Linked DNA regions of Mus musculus: region 1 is linked to region 2. The links are chromatin contacts, called in public Micro-C maps. All regions are on one chromosome and are shown on one strand. Each heading gives the region's core, a stretch centred on a gene start, on an enhancer-like site or on the middle of the called end of the contact. The rest is flanking DNA. Distances are from core to core; before and after follow the strand shown.

Region 1 (3,415 bases), core at 914-3,413, 1.1 Mb before region 2:
CTATAAAAGGGGCTGCTTGCCCCCTTCTTTCTATTTTTGCTTGCCTTTCTACTCTCTCCCACTCTGTCCCTTCTCCCTTCATTTTCCTCTCCCTCTCCAAGTGTTCATGGCTAGCCTCTACTCCTCTCCTCTCTCTCTCCCTTTCTCTGTCTCTACTATCTTGTCAACTCCCCTCCCCATGCCCTAAATAAACTCTATTCTATACTATACTTGTATGGCTGTTCCTCAGGGGTAAGGGATGCCTCAGTGTGGGCCCGCAGAAGCACAGCCTTCTCCCTGCCCCCCTCCCCCAACTCCATACTGTGCCTCCACCTAACATATCCCCGGCTTTTTCTTTTATATAAAACATAACACCTGGGTAAATGTCAAGGAGGAATTGCACAGTCGCCAAAATATGGAAGCAACCTAGGGATCCATTGATAAAGAAAATACAGTATATTTATTTACACATTAAACTATAAAAAGAACGAAATCTTGTCATTAGTTGTAACACAGATGAAATTGGAGAATGTTGTGTAAAATCAGAGGTAGAAATACAAATGCCGTGTAGTCTCTCTTATACATGAAAATTAAGATAATTTCAAAGATGAGAACAGAATAGTGTTCACAGATCTCAGGAGTTAAGGGTGGGAGAAGTGGAGGAGGTTAATGGGTATGGCGGTGCAGATAGATGAGAGGAACTGAAAATAAAATAAAATAAAATAGGAAGGGAATGACTGCTCCTGGGCATGGTAGAGGAGGTTTATACAAGGGAGACATAGCCAGAGACAGGGGCATCTGGACGAGTCCAGAGTGAATACGAACCTGAGCAGGGGCCATGTGAGGAAAGTGGAGGAGGCAAGGAGAGCCAGGAGACCAGGAGATCAAGAGGCCAGGAGGGTAAAGGGCAGACCAAAAGGGCCAGGTAACCAAAATGGCTGGATTATATAGGGAAGGGTGCATGAGGGAATGGCTGCCCAGCCCCTGGGCTGGAGAAGTTTGGAGTAGGGGCTGATGAGAAGAATCCTGCAACTAACTGGTAGAGACTGAAGAATGCTGGGAGAACGTGGCAGCCAGTTCTGCTTTGATATGTTAAATAGGCACACGGGAGACTTAGAGGAAGGAACTGCTATACTAAGAGGCCAAAAGTCTAGTCTCTTCCAACTGCTGTCTTTCAGGATCAGTAAGCTACTTGAAGAGATGTCTGGCAGTAGCCACAAAGCATTCTGAGATTGCACACCAACGCTCCCTAAGTAGGATTCTGGGCCTCAGCTTTTTACAGATTTTGGGGTCTCCATCTGTGAACACCACTTCTTTTTTTTTTTCTTGTTCACAGCAAGTATGTGTAGGAGTTCGCTTTCTCTGCTTCCAGACGCCGAGAGTCCGTAGTGTCTTTTCTGCCTTGCAGCAGCAAACCCACAGCCCGAAATTAAAAGAACAAAAAAGAACACTAAAGCTCTATCTTAGGAATCTGGCGGGCAGGTAGGAATTCTCACTTAGGTGAAAGAAAAGCTCAGTCCTTCCCAGCCAATCATGTGAGAGGAAACGTTGACACGCCTCTTTCTACCTTCCAATCATCATCTACCTCAGTAAGCCCGACCCACTGCCGGTAAACCGACTTTTAAATTGCATTAGCATGCTTTCTCCTGACCCTCTCCAGTCATTCCAGGCCGTTCCATGACTGTGCTCCAAGGAAGAATTATAGACTTAACAATGACAAATGACAAAGCTAGTCAGTCTGAAGGTGAGAAGTGAAAGTGTAAAACTCGAGAACCAAACCCGCGAGTTCTACGGAGGAAAAAAAAAAAAGGCGGGTTCGGGCAGGAGGACTACAAGCCCCAGATACCCGTGCGCGGAGGCGGCGCGTGCCAGCGAGAGTGGGCAGGCCATTGAAAGGCGGAAGACCGAGGGTTACAGGACTTCCTGTTCGAGCGCCAGCGAGTGGGTGGGACCTGCGCAGGTTGGGCGGCGGTTGTGGCGTTTTGGAGCTTTGTCAGCGGAGGGGGCGTGGCCCGCGCTGTGACTTGTGGAGCGCGAGCCGAGAGGGACGTGGGTGACGCGTCTCCTTCCACCCAGCTCAGTGGAGTGCGAGGTGCGCTGGCCCGGCCGGGGATTGGCTGCTGAGAGGCGAGTACGCGGCGGCCGTTGGTCGCCGGCAGCACGGAGCGAGGGCCCGGGCGGGCGGGGCGGGGATGGGGAGGCAGTGGCGGCGAAGGCCGGAGGAGGCGGGCGCGGGCGAGCGGGCAGACAGAGCGGCGGCGGCGGCAGTCTCCCGAGCGCTCCTGTGAAGCGTCCCTATTCCCGTTGCCGTGGGCCTCTCGGGGAGGCCATCCGGGACGCGAGCCGCTGCGGAACCGCTCCCCAAGCCCCACTGCTCTTCGGACTCTCGGTCCCATCCTCGCGTTTCTGCTCCGGCTCCTCCATCTTGGCCTCGACAGTGGCTGCTGTGGGGAGGATGTGCCGCCTCCTGGCAGGGGGAAGAAGGAGGAGAAGATGAAGAAGTACCGGCGGGCCTTGGCCCTGGTCTCCTGCCTCTCTCTCTGCTCTCTAGTCTGGTGAGTAAGGGGCCGGCCTCTGGGGACTTCCCGTGGGGATGAAAGAGGGAGTAGGTCGGGTCACACCCCCAAATCATCTCGGCTTTTTGGGTTGCTTGGTGCTCCTGCTCCTAAGCCAGGGACACAGCGGCCACCCAGCTCTTCCTCTTGTGGTTTACGAGTTGTGTTTTGGAATTTGCAGAGTTCCAGCAGGGAGAGAAGGGGATATTGGGGATCACTTTTTGCCTTTGTACTCGGGTACCCCATCACCGCAGTTAGGGCAGTTTGGGTAGTGTTCAGAAAGCTAGTGAGTGAGTTACTCAGTTTTGCTGTCAGTTCATTTGCTTTCGTTATGAGGTAAGGGCAGGGGCGAGTCAGGTGTGATGTGTTCCGGACCTGTGATTTTGAAAACGTGAGTCGTCATGAGGGTAAGAGTAATGTCTAAACTGTTGTTCTTCTGGTCAGGTCTTGCACAATCTTGACCAATAGTACTTTTGGGGCTGCTCCTTGAAACCCTGCGGCGTGGGGCGGGCGGGATCCCTGATGAAGCCCTTTTTCGGTTAGCCTGGTGGGAGAGGATTATCACAGATGTGGAGTCAGCCATAGTTTTGGGGCATGTTCTTTGGCACTAGAAAGGAAACGGTTTTTGCGACCCGCTCTGTCCCTTTCTCTGAAGTTCTATGGAGTTCAAGTTAATTTCAAGCACATCTCTGGATGTCCAGGAGCAGACATAGCTTATGAACCAAAGGATTGCTAAAGGTGTACTTGGAAAAGCCATTCTTTCTGAAGGAATTCCCAAAGAGCCTTGAGACTTGGTGACTGAAAGTGATGGCCTTTGTGTTAAAGAGATTTTGCTTCTTATACTAAAATCTAAACACACTTTCTTATTTACCTTATGTCTT
Region 2 (3,433 bases), core at 107-2,606:
CCTCCTGGTAAACAGGAGAAAGTGAGCTAAGTCCTAGCCTTCATTGTCCCCTTTGTCAAATAACTTCGCTTTGTTTAGAAGATACCTGAAGGCAAATGCTATGTATGGCCTTTTCGTGTGCTGATTTTCTCATAGAGCCTGGCTCAGTATCTACTTCTCGTATATTTACAATGAGACTCTGCAAACGTGGAAGTCAACAGATGATTTGTGTTAATTAGATCCTAACTTTATTAGGTATCAAACTTAAAGCATTGAGTCAGGTTCTGGTTAGGAGGTCTACTCAGGGTACAGAGCTTAACAAAAATACCTTCTGGGAAGGACCTAACACGGAGGGGAAACCCGAATGAGTTGGAACACTTTTGCTATGACACAGCATCTGTAGGCATTAACATTAAGAAAAAGGAGAAAAGAAACTTGGGTTTGAAGGTCCTTTGACAAATGTTACAGGGTAGCTTTTGGATCTGGGTGGACAATAATGACAGACCAATTGAAGTGTTATAAGAAAAGAGAACTTTCAACTCAAGAAGCTACTCTAGAGGTCCAATCTCTGGACACATTCAATTCAAACAGTAATATTTACTGAACGGATACTTTCTATAAGCCAGGTAGGATTCATCATGAAAGGCACAGAAATGGGTGAACAGGTCCCTCTAGAATCTCTAAAATATTTCACAGATTAAGGGTACACATATTTGTGCCATAAACCTGAGAAAAAAAGTTCTTATGAGATTCAAGGAATGTACAGGTCTTTTCTGGCTGCTTGATCTAGAAAGGAAAAAATTCACAGTTCAAAAATTAGTACAATATTTGTGGCAGAAAGTAAATACTTTAGTTTATCTGTCCTCCAAAATCTACTCTCTGAAAGGCTAAAAGGTGAGACCCGGGATGCCTTTACCGTTGGGTTAGCGCTTTCCTATGTAGTCTGAGTCTGGAAGAATCAATGAAGGGGGATGCCTCCAAGCACCTTCAAAGGACAAAGAGTCCCGGTGGAAAAGTTAGTCCTCCGAGGTGACTTACTGGCCTCACGGAATGGAAATATGTAAAACAGGTTTGTTAAGAAAGAATCTCCCCAAAAGGGACTTAGAACTCAGTCAGTGCTGGGGATGATTGCCAGGCACCAGCACGCGTGCTGGAGGAGGTCCTCGCGTGCCTCCGCTCTCCTAGCTCGCCCTCTGCCCTCTGCTCAGGTTTGTACTCCGCGCTTTCAGGGTTGGGGGGGCCAAGCCGAGTCAAGCGAGCCTGTGGACGCGCGCGCGCGCCGCCGACTTAGGCAGAGAAGGCACCTCCGCCCTCGGGAGCGCGCACGCCGCGCCGAGGGGCCGGGCGCGCGCGCTCCCGCCGACCGCCTCCTCCTCAGTCCGCCCCCTCCCTCGCCTCTTCCTGCCGTGCGGTCCTCTCCCCTCCCCAGCCCGCTCCCTCCGCCCCGTTCCCTCCGCCCTCCCTGGGCTTCGGCCGCGGCGGAGTGAACGGGACGGGCCCGGCCGCAGAGCTCTGGGCGGCGGGTGGGACTCGGGCGTCTGACAGAGTTGTTGTTCCGGCACGGCCGCGGAGACGTGAGGTGAGGTGAAAGCGGCCTTCGAGGGGGGCTCGAGGGCGGCCTGACGGCTGGGAGCCGCGCTCCGGGGGGTTTTGAGGTGGACCCGGCTGGTTCAGAGAGGGTCGGGGTGCGAGGCCCGGCCCGGGACCGGGATGCTGGAGCGGGGCGGAAGGCATCCGGCGGGCTCAGCACCGTCGGCCGCCTCCGGGACACCCGGGTTCTCCGTGTGGCTGGCTCGTCGCGGTGGGGCGGCCGGGCGGGAGGCGGGGTTGGCGCCCCTCACCTGGGGCCGGGTGGTGGCTTGGGCGGCCGCCGCCTCCAAGTGTGCCCTCCTGACATTGCCGCCGCCCCCGCCGGCGGTGGCCGGGATGTGGCTGCTGCTGGGCTCGCAGTCCCAGCAACCCCGAGTCCGGGGGGGCGTGTGGACAGGTTTATTTTCTTACCCACTTGAAAGCGTCGGTTGGATCCCGTGTCCTTCCCTCGCTCTTCCCTTTCCTCCGCCCCGCGCACTTTGCTCCGTTCCTGCTGGCGATGCTTGTGGTTTTGCTGTCTGGGATAGGCTGTTTTTTGGGCAGATCTCTACCTGCCAGGAATGCCCCGCTTCAAAGTTGACCGCGTGGGCCCCGACAGACACTCATCCACACCCACGCGCATGTTGTCCTCCGTGTCCTGATAACTGAGTCAAAGTTTCTGAGACCGAGCTGGTACTTTGCTCGGATCGCCAACGGTGCAGGGCTGGGCAGTGCGTCAGCATGTGGAAAGGGGCCACTGGCCATTGGGGAGGTGGCCAGGAGCAAGGAAGGCTGAACTGAGAAGTTCATTTGTGGTCTCAAGACAGTTTCGTTCAGGTGCTTATATATTCTTTTTGGACTTCTCAGAGTTGGTTATATCAGAAAAAGACTCGAATTTAGGCGATCGTTTTTTCAGAACCGATGGTATGCAAATTAAATGAACCGCTAACCTTTAATGGTAAGGGCTTGCTTGACCTGCTTAGTGCTGTTTGGAAACAGATGTCAAAGCATGCATTTTTTTTTCCAATGGACAGTTTAGATGATTTTAATGCATCTAAATTTTCTTGTGTATGAGAAGAGGTAGATAGTTGACTGTCACAATTCAGAGAACACAATTTCCTGAAAACCTTAAGACTTTTCTTGTAGTAGTGTTTACATTTGGCAGCCGCTGCACTTCTGTAGAATGTCCAGTAATCGTGATCAGGAGGTACAGACATGAAGTTTGTAGTCAAATTGGAAGTGGATTCTATTCGTGGAAAATACTAGTTTACAAGCTGCCTGGAAAGGGAAATTGGCCTGTGATTCATTGTCTTAGTTGTGTTCTCTATATGAAACTGACACTGAGGTTGAAAGGAGAAAGGCTAGATGAATTTAATATAGTATATGTTACTACAAAATGTACTTCTTGGGAAGCTAGCTAAGACTTTGAGTTAGATTGATGACCATATTAAATTAGTTCAAGATGTACTCTTAATATACTAAACCACCTGGGGAGAAATAGATGTGATTGTTCAGGGCTTATCTGTGAGCATGTTGGAAAGCTTAATTTGTGCTCTGGGAAGCTGCAAATAAGGTAGGAAGCTCCAATATTATTGAGGAAAATAGCAAATATACAAACAAGTGCAAAAGGTATGGCTGTAGACCTATGGCAGTTTTCTTTCTTTCCTTCTTTTTAAAACATTGGATGGGAAGTTCTGTATATTATGTTTGTGTTGTTCTGAGAATTTTTGCTTGTTTGATCATTCCCTCATGATTTATATCATTAGGGTGTTCTAAAAAATATTTGAAAAGTTGTATTATTTTTGTTGGGGTATTTATTTATTTTTTAAAGATTTATTTGATTTTATGTGTTTTATCTCCACACAAGTCTGTGCACCCCCTCTGT

Evidence for each region. A called contact is a pair of places that touch in the nucleus more often than the background predicts.
Region 1: a contact with region 2 is called in a Micro-C map of embryonic stem cells, with 8 times the contacts expected there. The contact joins the promoter of Suco here to the promoter of Rabgap1l in region 2. A contact is called at or near these places in 2 of 39 promoter capture datasets (hippocampal neurons and pre-B cells), 3 of 484 Hi-C or Micro-C datasets (B cells and embryonic stem cells) and 1 of 9 other capture datasets (adipose tissue).

The regions. Positions count from the first base shown.
Region 1 is chr1:161,875,430-161,878,844 of GRCm38.p6, reverse strand. Suco (SUN domain containing ossification factor) reads left to right here and starts at 2,163. Exons shown (of 24, transcript NM_001357402.1): 1 at 2,163-2,534. The coding sequence starts at 2,473.
Region 2 is chr1:160,790,861-160,794,293 of GRCm38.p6, reverse strand. Rabgap1l (RAB GTPase activating protein 1-like) reads left to right here and starts at 1,356. Exons shown (of 21, transcript NM_013862.5): 1 at 1,356-1,558. It overlaps Gm37083 (a long non-coding RNA gene), which reads right to left and starts at 2,399. Exons shown (of 3, transcript XR_003948752.1): 1 at 1,981-2,399.